Linked DNA regions of Mus musculus: region 2 is linked to region 1. A link is a contact called in public HiCAR-type data. All regions are on one chromosome and are shown on one strand. Each heading gives the region's core, a stretch centred on a gene start, on an enhancer-like site or on the middle of the called end of the contact. The rest is flanking DNA. Distances are from core to core; before and after follow the strand shown.

Region 1 (6,004 bases), core at 784-3,283:
GGTTATGTTAGTAAGTTATTAAAATATCAGAATTAATTAAACACACATGCGCGCACACACACACATACCCACACAAACATTTCTGTCTGTCTCTCCTTCAATAAGTCATATCACTTTGATATGTTTTACTTAGCTTCTTGAGACTGATGGTAGAGCTGTTTGTGTACTTATACATATATTTCTATGTATACATATTACTATCGATACACTACTATGATTCATATGTGCTATTCAAATTAGCCTTCCTTAGATCCGTGAGTTGCACATGGCATTGAAGAAAAGTTCTTTGTTGGTTTATTTCTGGAATTTGTAGGCCAAATAACTTCAGACTCATTCTTCCCTCCTCCTGCTATCACCCTTCCTATCTGGAAAATGGAAAAATCACATACAGTTGAAGTCAGTTGGAGAACCAGGGATAGGTACAGTTTAGTTAGGTCCTACTGTGTACTAGATGCCATGCCACTGTCTTATATGTTTCCCCTTTTAATCTGGATAATTGACCTATGAGAAAATCAATACAGTCTTGCGTACTTAATAAATGAAGCCTACAAAGGTTTAGGCTGTCATGTCCAGGCTTCCTCATTATTCAAGGGGCAAAATGAAAAGTTCACCTTTCCTGCTATACCCATAAGCCAAGGCGTCTTGACTTCCTGTGTGCCAGCCCTATACCCAGCAGCATGCTGATGGTAACATAGGTCTGTTGTCACAGGAGCCATACAGCCCAAACTCAACACCTGGTAGCTGACTCCTTTTCTAGGTGTGTTCTGGTGTGTATCTTTTCCAGGGGAAACCTAACTCCAGGCTACATTTTCATAGAGAAGTAAAGAAAGATTACAATTGTATACATAGGGGCTGGAAGATAAAGGCTAATATTGAGTTGAGAAAAGGGCATGCTAGACAGGAGCCCCTGATGTCTTCCTAATTCTATGTAGACCCTTCCCTATTCTGGCTATCTTTACTCTCTTTGACATAAATAGATATTAACCTTTGATGTTTAATGACTAACTTTAAAGACATGATGGAAGCTATTGGTCCTCTATTTAGCAAAATTAATTTACACACACACACACATCTGCAGACAGTTGCAAGGACTAAACAGCACTGCCTAATAGTCTATGACCCTCTCTTCATTTCCTACTACAGATGAATAACTTTCAGAGTTCTGCAGATTTGTCCAGGCATCTTCTGCAGGAAAAGATAAGAACTCTTTGGGGATGTCTTATGTGAGATATAAAACTACTATTTGTTTCTTAAGAATGAAGGATTTACAGAGCAGTCTGTGACTGAAGAGAGAGTTCATTTGATTAGAGAGCCTGCACCAGGCTCTGAGTTCCAAAGCTCAGAACTATATAATAGATGTGGCAGAACATAAAAGCAAGAGTACCAGAATTCCAAGGTCATAAGACTCTGTCTTAAAAATAAAAACTAATATCCCATCATGGTATTTAAACAAAAAATAAAGAAAAGATAAAATACAGATAATATGGCATATGTATTTTTTCAATTTTACATCAAAACTTTACCATGTTAAAATAATTCTTCTCTTCCTATTAACCATGACATCGAAATAATAACAATGATGAAATGTACATAGATGCTGGTAACTCTTAATAAATGTTCTACATGCTTTCACGCGACCAGTGTTGTTATCCACTCTTACTTGAACTCTCTTAAGAGAAGACATTCTTTCTCTTAAATGCCTGGACACTGCAGCGTGATGGAAGTGACTGAGACATTGGCATTATTGCCTGGCTCTGACAATTACTTGGGGAAATCTTCCCTTCCCCAAGAATATAAAAGGATCCTGCCAACTAACTGGCCACTCAGCCAGCGAACCCAATGATTCCTGGCTCTCCAAAGTTCATCTGTTAGAAGTCATTGGGTTAATTGTGCAATGCCCCGGGCCCTCCCCAGAAGAGCCCAGAAAAGTTTAGTATGCCTTGTGTACCCCCATTGTTCTCTAGGAAAGCTGATGTTTTCCACCTCAGATGGTATGTTGCAAATGCTTTATCCCAGAGACACTGGGGGCCATGAAGAATGGAATGCTGCCCACAGCCAGATGTTTGTAAACCTTAACTCTGAAATGTGGCACAGTACCATAAACTGTCAAGTTGTGTAAAAACTAAAGCAAAGACAAAAACAGAATGTAATATTTACCAGATGAGATTTCTTTATGTGTGTAATCTTGTTGGAATTTTGGGAGTATTCAACTCTCATCCATTTCAAAATGGGGTTTGGGTTCCGCCCCAATTTACCCCCTACTCCTCACTCTTCATCTCTCCCTCCTGCCAAGGAAAGGGAAAGTACCAAGCATGAAGGTCTCTGCCCTAACAAAAAGAGAACTTTGTGTGGCCCCGGCATCAACTATGCATTTAAAGATTTGCACAAGACATTTTGCCACCAACGCAGGGTACAAGACCTCTAAACAATATTTCTGTGACCCTTGATTCTAAGAGTTTGGGATAGCAATAGGATGCTGTGTGTTTTGACAATTGTAGTCCTGCATGAGCAGTTGAACAGTGGCAGAAGTTCTTTTTCAGTCTGTGCAAAATAGAACTAGGTTCAAATTGGAATCATCAGTTAGATATGGGAGAAACGATTCTCTCTATGGATGGGATCTCAACAACATGTCTAGTCTGACAGAAGAAGCCAGGAGACAATACCTGGTTAAACTAATTGGTAATGTGAAAACCTGTGAAAAAAATGAGAGGATTTTCAACCCATTTGAGATGTGATCATTATAAATAAACATCATGTTATGCCAGTTTTTAAATTTCATAAGATTGTGTTTATTTTATGTATATGTGTATTTGTCTGAAGGTATGTCTGTGCACCAGAATTTGTTGTACCTGCAGAAGCCCAAAGAAGGTGCTGTATCCCCTGGGAGAAGACTTATAGATGTTGTGAGCCAACCATCTAGGTGCTAGATACTGAATCTGGGTCTTCTGCAAGAACACCCAGTGCTCTTAACTGCTGAGTCAGCTCATCACTCCTGTTATTCCAGTTTTAATTTATAAAAAGCAAATACAAGCTTCATTTGGAAGCTTGGTGGTAGATACCTTTTCTTTAAAGAGAGGAAGTGAAATCTTTGATCGGGTAGCTTCATTAGGACAAAGAGATTTGTCAGAGGTAAGCCTGTATTGGTTACTACCCTGTTGCTGTGATAAAGTATCCCCAAACAAGCAAGGTAGTGAAGAAATAGATATTAGCTTACAATTGGGGACAGAATCCATCACAGTGGGGGGAGACATGCCAGCTGGGTGGCAACGAAAGGAAGCAAGAACAAGAAACAAGCTGAAGGGTGATCACAACTGCACACAGAAAAAGAGAGAAAAAACAGAAGTGTGTCTGGCTTTAAACCCTGAAAACCACACCCTCCCGGGGGGGGGGGGGGAGTAGGATTATTTCCTCCAGCAAGACTCCACCTCCTAGAAATGCCAAAAACATTCCAATAAACAGCACCACCAGCTAAGGACCACCACCAGGACCAAGTCTTCAAATACATGGCTTCAAATACATGGACACTTCAAATTTAAACTACCGGAGTGGTCTAAAATGTTTGTTAAAAGGTGGATAGAGTTGAGTGAAGGAGAGTCAGAGCCAGACCAGGAGAAATCTATCTTGTGCACCAGAATGAAAAAAAATGAACACCTAGGCCAAGTTGCTAGAATCAGACAACCTCAGGACCTGAATTGGAAAGTCACACTAGATGACATGTCATGGCTTGATCTCTCTCTCTCTCTCTCTCTCTCTCTCTCTCTCTCTCTCTCTCTCTCTCTCTCTCTCTCTCTCTCTCCTTTTTTGTGGGGGGTGGGGGTGGCATTTGCAGGCTGAGGCCTTAGCAAAGAAAACCAATGTCCCTAGAGAAATGGGAATTTGGTTTTTGTATAGACAGAGGCACACATGATGTGAAAAGTATACATGCCTTAAAAATATTTGTGTGGATTTCTATGTTTTTGTCCCTGTAGAACATCTCAGATAGGCTTCTTTCTTTTGTTGGACTGCCTCAGGTGAGCCTCTGAAAACACTTTGATGATAATGGAGTTTCAGCACCTTAGAAGTCCAATGCAAGAAAATGTTGCTAACTTCTGCACTTGAATTTTAGATTTTTAATAATCAAATCTGGATTTTAAAAGAGAGGTATATAGATTAATTTTTTCTGGGCTTGGGTTGGAGCTTAGTTGGTAGGGTGCTTACGTAGCATGTCCAAAGCCAGGAGCTCAGTCCCAGGCACTGCATGAACCTTGCATGGTGGTCCATGCCTGTAATCTTAGCACTGGTGAGATGGTAGGAAAGTCAGGAGCTCAAGGCTATTCTGGACTACATGAAAAAGTCTGAGGTAGCCTGGGCTACTGGAGGCCCTATCTCAATCCCTCCTCCCTCTAAAAAAATTATAAAAAGTAGAAATTATCATTTAATTTCTTTTAAACAAGGCTGTTTTATGCACAGCTCAAGTACAGCAAAACCAGAATAGAGAACGGATTCTGGGGAAAGCATGGTAATTGTGCATCATAAAGTTGCGTTTAATAATTGTGTGCTGAGTGGAATTTACGGCATGACACAAGGTAGGTGAGAGTGGGGTGGGTTTGCAAATAAAACTGCTAACAGCCACATTCCAATTCCAGCCTAGCCGGTTGATTTCAATTCTTTTTATCCAGCTGTGTTGCAGCGAGTGAAACTGGAAGTGTTAATAGCGAATTAAATGAAATAGATACTGTACACATGCATGATGGGAACCGTAAACTCTGTAACCTTAGCAGAAGATTCCAGAGGAGGAGAGAAGATCCCCCTGGTGTGCTAGGAAATAATTGGAAAGAAATTTCCTTTCTTTCCAGGCCCACTTGTGACTAATGGAGGCTCTGATGACAGAAGACCATGCCTGTGCTTTGCGAGGTCAACATGGTAGTTTCAAATTGCAATTAAAATGGATTTCTGTATCCCTCACCTACCCCTCCAACCCCTTGTCCAGTGACTCCTCTCCCCATCCAGGTCCCTGAACTTCCCCTCTGTGATGAGCTCTTTGCAAACACAGAGCTGGAAAGTCATTCTTTTTTTTTAACAAAACAGTGCACATATTACCAATGTTTATAAAGTACACATTGGGTAGCAATAGCCAATAATGTTGATTGACACTGCCATTATGGATACCTACATACATAATACATATACATCCATCCATACATACATATATACATACATACATATGCATAAACACATAATATCTCTTTAAGAAGAGACCTGACAAATTTGAATGGTGAGCATATATTTTAATATTCTCTCTCTCTCTGTCTCTGTCTGTGTGTGTGATGCTCCATGCAGAGATCAGAAGACAATTGGTTAATCTCCTTCCACTACATGAGTCCTAATGATCACGCTCAGGTCACATCTGGTGACAGGACCCTTTACTCACTGAGCCATCTCACAGCCATTCCTTACATGTTGAGAACTGAATGATCCCTAAAGTCAAGTCCCTTACCCAAAGCAATATAGCTTTTAAAGATAGAGCTAAGAATATTTTCCCATATCTAACTCAAGGGCCTTGTTATATACAACTAAGCTCTTCTAAACACTCACAGTGTGAGTGAGTCTTGAACAGATCCAAGTTGAGGCTCATTTTAGACATTAGATACTTTCAAATTAGATGCTATATCCACAAGTCCTTTAGTTGAGAAAGCACTGAATACATTTCCCGGTGATTCATATGACCACTGACATTTATAGACCTTACAAAGTCACCCTGTAACAGTAATACCCTTGGCACACAATGAGCTAACATGCAATAAATTATATATATATGTATATACACATATATATGTGTGTGTAATGTTATATATACATATATGTGTATATGCATGTGTATATATACACATATACATATATACATATGTATACACATATATGTTTATATTGATAGTGATATATAGTGATATATATTTAAGTTACATATCATATATATATATATGTATATATCTTTCTCTAACCATGTTGGAGACAGTGCTGTGTA
Region 2 (6,444 bases), core at 3,944-6,443, 200 kb before region 1:
AGGTTTTGACTGGCACTAGAAAGAGCAGATCAATATTCTAGACAAACATGTGGCTTTTCTATTTATACAATAAGGTATTTTGAAAAATGGTCTTTTCATAACATCTCCAGTTTTTGCCACATTTAGAAGTTCAAATAAACATATAAATGTATTACCCTTGAATGGGGCTTTGTTTTCTATTTGGGCAAAGTGTCAATATGGCTGTGAGCCTGGTGTCTGTGCTGATAAGGGGGTCACTTGAAACAGAAGAGGGAAGAGATGTCTAGAGAGTTGTGTGTTGACCACAAGCTGATTCCTGGGGTTAATTTTAATGGTGAGAAGCACACGCAGTCTAGTGTAGAGACAATAGGAGGATCACTACATAAGCTTCATACATATTTTGGTCTGTAACATCTCAGTGATTTGCATACAGTGACCACATATCTACATCCTTCAGGAAATCATTTCTTCTTTCATAAGTCTTTGGGATTCCTGAGAGCTGGCTTTTCCACCAGCACCAGCTGAGTTTTGTGACCCAGGTCCATCATCAATCATCAGATTCTTCTTAGCCTGGGTTGCTGGCTCAGGATAGTTAATATAAGCCACTGAGAAACATTAAGGCGTTCACTGGCAATCGCAAAAGAGGTCATGCTTTTGCTATTGAAAATAAGCGTAGCAGAAAGTAGTGTCAGATTTTCTAGTTTCCACATGACTGTTAGAAGGGAGTCTGCCAGAAGTCCCTGAAGAATCTCTACTAAAGTGCTAGAGGTTGGCAAGGGAACATGAGACGTATGCACTTGAGCCCTGGATCAAGCAGTACCTGAAGATAGTTATACCCCACATTATTCACTAGTATGAAATGATAAACTTTATTTCTTGCTTATGCTTGCCTGTGTGTGTTGTTTTTTCCTATCCCTGTAACTACATGATACAGAAGGGCAAAAGGGATCCTAGAATTTAATAATAGAGTCTGCTTGGCTTCTGAAAACAGAAAACAGACCCACATAGAACCTTTTCCTGACTCAGCCCACTGTGTGCCTTCTCCTTCTTCTCTCTCTGCAGATTGACTTCTCTTCCCCAGCATTTGGCTCCAGCCTGCCAGAACAGCCTCCAATACTAGAGAAGTTTACCCAAAATATCCTTGGCCCCCAGTTTCCAGTCACCTAAAGAGAGAAACCCTGAGTGGCCTAAATTGGGCTGAATGGTTTAAGAATAGGTTCTCTTCTTCAAGCTTTGCAGGGGACTTAAGGTATGCATTGTTCCACTTACAAATGGATTTTTAAAATCTTCACCTAAATGCCAACCCCCCATTTTCAGAGGATTAGGGACAGGCTGTGGTCGGTACAACTAATCAACAGTGGCACACATGACAGACCTCCCATCAGTGAAGTGTATCTGGCTTTGAGAAGAGCTTCCAGTCTTCCAGATCAAGGCTATAAAGCAGAAAGGTCTGATTCAGTTTCCTGGGAGCTTGAGGGGTTTCTTGGAGGCAAGAGAAATTAGTGCCACATATGGGGCAGTTCTGGGAAGATGTTGGTGGGTAGATTTTTATGGCTACAGATTTGCTAGTTTTAGATGATCCTTACCTCCCATCAGAAAAGGTCTAAGCTTCATGGTGTTCTAACTAAAATTGGAGCTTCTGGAGTCATAAAGACTTATGCAATCATCTTCTTGTTTGTACTTGAGCTGAACTGTCTCTGACCACTTGCATTTCTGGACATGTAAAAAACAATCAGTCCCTAGCATTGCTTTATTATTGGGGTAACATTGGAGGGTCTAAAGATTGGCTGGAGGAGCTCACTTGGAGATCTTGGCCAGGGATGTGGAAGTGTGTGTGTGTGTGTGTGTGTGTGTGTGTGTGTGTGTGTGTGTGTGGTGTTGGGGTTTGGGTGCATAAGATGGCTGCAAGTAGCAGTGACAGAGAGAGATACTCTAACCTATCATTGTGCAAAGGTCCTGATCTGGGTGTGGCTAACACTCTGGACTACAGAGGGCCTACTAGAAGAGGGGAGGTGTTCAGTCTTTTCTCGCTTCCTGCCTCTTCTCTGAGCCCTTGAATGTTCAGGCTTTATCACTACCAGAAGATTTCAGAATAACAGTTTATGGGAATGGATCTCAGCCCTGGCTGCACATTGAAATCACTTGAGGAGCTTTGAAAACTAGACCAGTGTCTCCAGATCCCCAGACTAATTGAGTCCAAATCTCCAGAGCAGCATCTCAGGCTCTGATATGCTAGAAAGTTCCACAGTTGACTCTAATGCTCAGCTAGGCTCAGCTCCTCTGATATATAGATCTATCTTCAAGGAGTAGACTTCCCCAGTTGGCTACTTTCTTATCTTGGAGGCTGCTTGGAGAACGTTCAGTCTGTGTCCAGGTATCCTGGTTCATTTCATTTTCCTAACCCAAGATATTTGAAAGCCAGTCTCCCTGATAAGACTCTCAAATTGGCAAGTTACTCCCTTTTGTGCTAGCACTGTTAAGGTTCCTAGGTTAGATTCCTTTGATCTAATTTGCATAAGCTTAAGCATGGAGAAAGTTAGAGCTCTGATTGAAATAAGTATGGCATTGCAGAAGGGCAGAGTGGGAAGTGCCTGGGAAAGGGGCATCATAGGCTATATACACTACCCAAAAGATGTTCAATATAGTTCTTTCTTCTCTCCAAAAGAACCATTTTGGTTATGCCGTATTCTCTGTTATTCCTGGCAATCAAACACTGTCTAAACCATTTCTCCGCATGATGATGTTCTGTGTAAAGAGAACATTGTGTAGGGAGAGAAAGGCATGTCAGGTATGGAAGAATGCAACATCAGAAGAACTTGGGGAGAAAAGGCCCTTACTGAAGTTAAAAAAAAAAAGGTGGGGGAAGATGCTCCATTCTTACTCCAAGGAGGACCATAAATTCCAGGGCCTGGGGAAGAGACTCTGATTATCTTTGAACAGCTGGAATACAGAGTTAGTATGTTCTAGTTGAGCAACGTGGTGTGCCCCCAAGAACAATTAAATGTTTAACACCAGATAATGGCTACCTTGCTAGGGGCTTAGTGCTCTGTGCTTCAGTAGCTTACCTTACCAGAGAAGAGACAGAGACTCTGGGAAGAGGAGAGGTGGAGCGCACATATCTCGGGTAGTTAGGGGTGGGGCCAGTGCTAGCCCAAACTTTGCGGTCCATTATGTTCTTTACTTAGGATCTTCCCAGGTCTTCCCAGAGAACCTGTTCTCTCCTGTGTTTCCAGGACTGTGGGCGTCCATGGGCTATTCTAAGTAAGGTTGTAAGCTAAGTGTTGAATCTGTGATTGCATCTTGTTTTGGAAGAAGACCATCCTGCAATTCAACTACTCCCACCAGACTACTCTGACAAGTGGCTGTTTAGCATATATCCTAGGATGCTTTTCCTTTGTGTTTTCTTGTACACTTTTTCAACGGTAAACTATATTATTTCAGATTGGTGAGATAGTTCCATATGGACTAGTGAACATATAGACCATGTATTGAAGAAACGACCTTTTATTATTTAAACATTTACTCCATAAACTCTGTCATAAGACTAAATTTCTAAGAGAGGCCCATTGGACACACAAACTTTATATGCCCCAGTACAGGGGAACACCAGGGCCAAAAAGGGGGAGTGGGTGGGTAGGGGAGTGGGGGTGGGTGGTATGGGGGACCTTTGGGATAGCATTGGAAATGTAAATGAGCTAAATACCTAATAAAAAATGGAAAAAAAAGGACTAAATTTCTAATGAGAATTGCTCAAGGGATCTACTTGAGGGAACACATGTTCAACAAATATTTTTGAGTGCCTGCTGTATGCTACTGTGATAATGATGGACATCCCAATGATGAAAACAGTTGGTTCCCCCTCTTGAGAACTTTACAGTAGACTGGGAGTAGAATAATTAGTCAATTAGGAAAATCGTGTTTGTAAGACAGCCGAGCATCTAAGATGCCTGCTACAATGAATCTTTCCCACACAGCTTATGCCTAGTCTAAATACCAGCCTCAGACTGCACTTTATGCTCCTCATCTTCTCTGAAATGTTTTCATTATAGAAACTATAAAATACCAGCCCTGCTCCAGTTATGGGACCATGGATTCTGACTCACTTAAGCAAGATTCCGTGAGGTGGTACTCCCTGCCCCTGCACAAGGCCACCACCCCACATTAGACACATGGCCATTTTAGTACCTAAGTTTTGAATCCACTTGTGTTTGCTGGTCTGATAAGGACAGTTTATATCACTGTCCAAACTAGCATGACAGACTTGAGGGTGTGTCTTTCTATCTCTAAATTACCCCTAACCCTAAAGTTCTTGCCTGTCCCTAGAGGCTTAAGGAAGGGACTTCTGTTATCTGCTTTCCTGATATGCTGAACTAATGGTACAAGGCTCTCTTGGCTATCCAGCCTGGAAGAAACAGAACACCAATTTAAATCATGAAAAAAAAATCCCTCAGTGAATCTATCATCATTAATCTTACTGTCAGTTTTAATTTTGGGGACATTACCTCACTCAACACCAGTTGAAAAGAGCTGCCAAAACCTATGATGTCATCATCACTGGCCGTGTCTGACCCTGCCTGCTGATTCTCAGAGCTCAAGCGAGTTAATAAATCCCCTGGCGCTTGGACACACAGTGGAGTTTTATTACAATGAAGGTATAACCCATGATGTTGTTCCAATTAAATGGCCTGAGAAAATACTTTCTTGTGTTTAGCAAAACTGTAAAACATAATTATCCTCCTGCAGTTGATTTTCATCATTGGCCAGAGTCTATGCCACTTCTTTCATACATGCGTGGACACACACACACACACACACACACACACACACACACACACACACAAACACAGAGGCTCAGAGAGGAGTAGAAGGAAATTCATTGAGGTTGCTGCATATTCAACATGAGCAGCTTTTCTAGATTACCAGCTAGAGACCTAGTGGGTGGCTGCCAACCTGCATGGCATCCAGGCACTGCTGTGTGAGAGGCAGGTGAGGGCACTGTGGGGCTTGGCACAGAGCAGAAGCTGGACTGTAAGAAAGGGTGGGGGGGTGGAGCTTTGGATGAACCTGGAGACCGACAGCTGTTCTCTCAAGACTCTGGGCTGCATCGCTCCTCAAATATTTATGAATAATTTCCTTCGGCGTGTTTCTGACTGCTCAGGATATTAGTTTTTGCTGCTTTCCTTACTCATGGTCCATCTGAGGTCTTCTGGCCTGACCCTCTTGTGAAGTCATGCTGCCGGCCAGGCGCCACCGTGTCAGGCCACTGCCATGGCGTCAGTATTCCAGGCCACAACATAGGCTTTGCCACTGCAGCTGGAGGAGGGCTGGGCAGGGTGGAAAGGAAGCTCCTTCCAGCCCACTTTCCTCATATATAACACATAGAGCCTAAGGGAGAGAGCATTGGGTCCATGCCTAAGAAGATGAATGTTTTCAAACACCACACGGGGGTGATTGTGTCCTGTGGTAGCCGCTGTCTAGAGGGGATTATTATGCGTGTGTGACACAGATAGACACATTTTAAATTTTTCAAGCATCAATATTATGGCCAGAGTCTTCACGAGTCCCCTCCCTCTGACTTATTCCCAATGACTCCTCCTGAACTCTTCTCTCCCCCACCCAGCCAGCTCCCCTAAATGGCCCTCATCAATCACACCATTGCAGTACAGTTGGCTTTGCTCAGAGCACAAATGAGGATGAGTGGAAGACCCCCAAGCTCATTTTTCATGCCCATCTCCAACAGGAACTGCTCCTGGGTCTCCAGGGGTGAGTGTGCAGTACACAAATTCACTGTCCCTTTTGCCCTCCCAGATGGAAGCCCTTTGAGAGTCTTCATTATTTTTTTAGCAGTCTGGTATAAAGTACATCCATGCCCAAGACACATCGCCTGGTGTAAGAGTCCTTGACTGCATTCTCTTAGCAGTCCCTGCTGTTTGTGGAAAATTGTCTTGGCATACTTGTTAAACCTCAATAAATATGTTTTAAATAACTGTGAGGTCTTTAACATATAATAACTGTCTGATTAAGTCTACATTACATTCTTACACATGGCACTTAATTTGAAGTGTGACCAGTGCTTGGTGAGCGCTGAGAAGACATCTTTGGGGGAGAAGAGGGTGTTTAAGGGTCTTTGATGATGTAATTAAACTACATTCTTTTAGGTTCGTGCATGGGTAATCCAAGTAGAAGAAGCTTGCAGCAGAGTGGAAATAAAACACGGAACTTGAAGTTGAAAGGCCACATTCAGTACCCAGTTGTACGTGGTGCATATACGGCCCTCATATGGTAAGGCAAGGGTGACGACTGCTGTTTGACATTTTTATATCCCTTTTGACTGCTCAGCATGAAAGTTTCAGATGAGAGCTTATTCTGTACAAGATAATGAAGACAAAATATTGGGCTATAATGCACCCACTTCCTTTATGGGTAATGTCTGCCCTTCCAGTTCAACTTTGCCCCTTAGTTGCT

Evidence for each region. HiCAR-type assays count read pairs that join an accessible place to other places.
Region 2: a HiCAR-type map of fibro-adipogenic progenitors shows a contact between it and region 1, with 3 times the contacts expected there. The contact joins two enhancer-like sites. A contact is called at or near these places in 6 of 484 Hi-C or Micro-C datasets (nephron progenitors and uterus) and 1 of 115 datasets of contacts at active chromatin or transcription factors (fibro-adipogenic progenitors).

What each region holds. Positions count from the first base shown.
Region 1 is chr11:45,067,465-45,073,468 of GRCm38.p6, reverse strand. No RefSeq gene overlaps it. Among named protein-coding and RNA genes, the nearest start is that of Gm51859, 18 kb to the left of the region's middle. Within about 2 kb of position 2,033, at least 20 of the 459 cell types and tissues checked have an H3K27ac peak or open chromatin away from gene starts, as enhancers often do. A contact at or near this core is called in fibro-adipogenic progenitors, where this site is marked.
Region 2 is chr11:45,273,455-45,279,898 of GRCm38.p6, reverse strand. No RefSeq gene overlaps it. Among named protein-coding and RNA genes, the nearest start is that of Gm12159, 160 kb to the right of the region's middle. Within about 2 kb of position 5,193, at least 25 of the 459 cell types and tissues checked have an H3K27ac peak or open chromatin away from gene starts, as enhancers often do. A contact at or near this core is called in fibro-adipogenic progenitors, where this site is marked.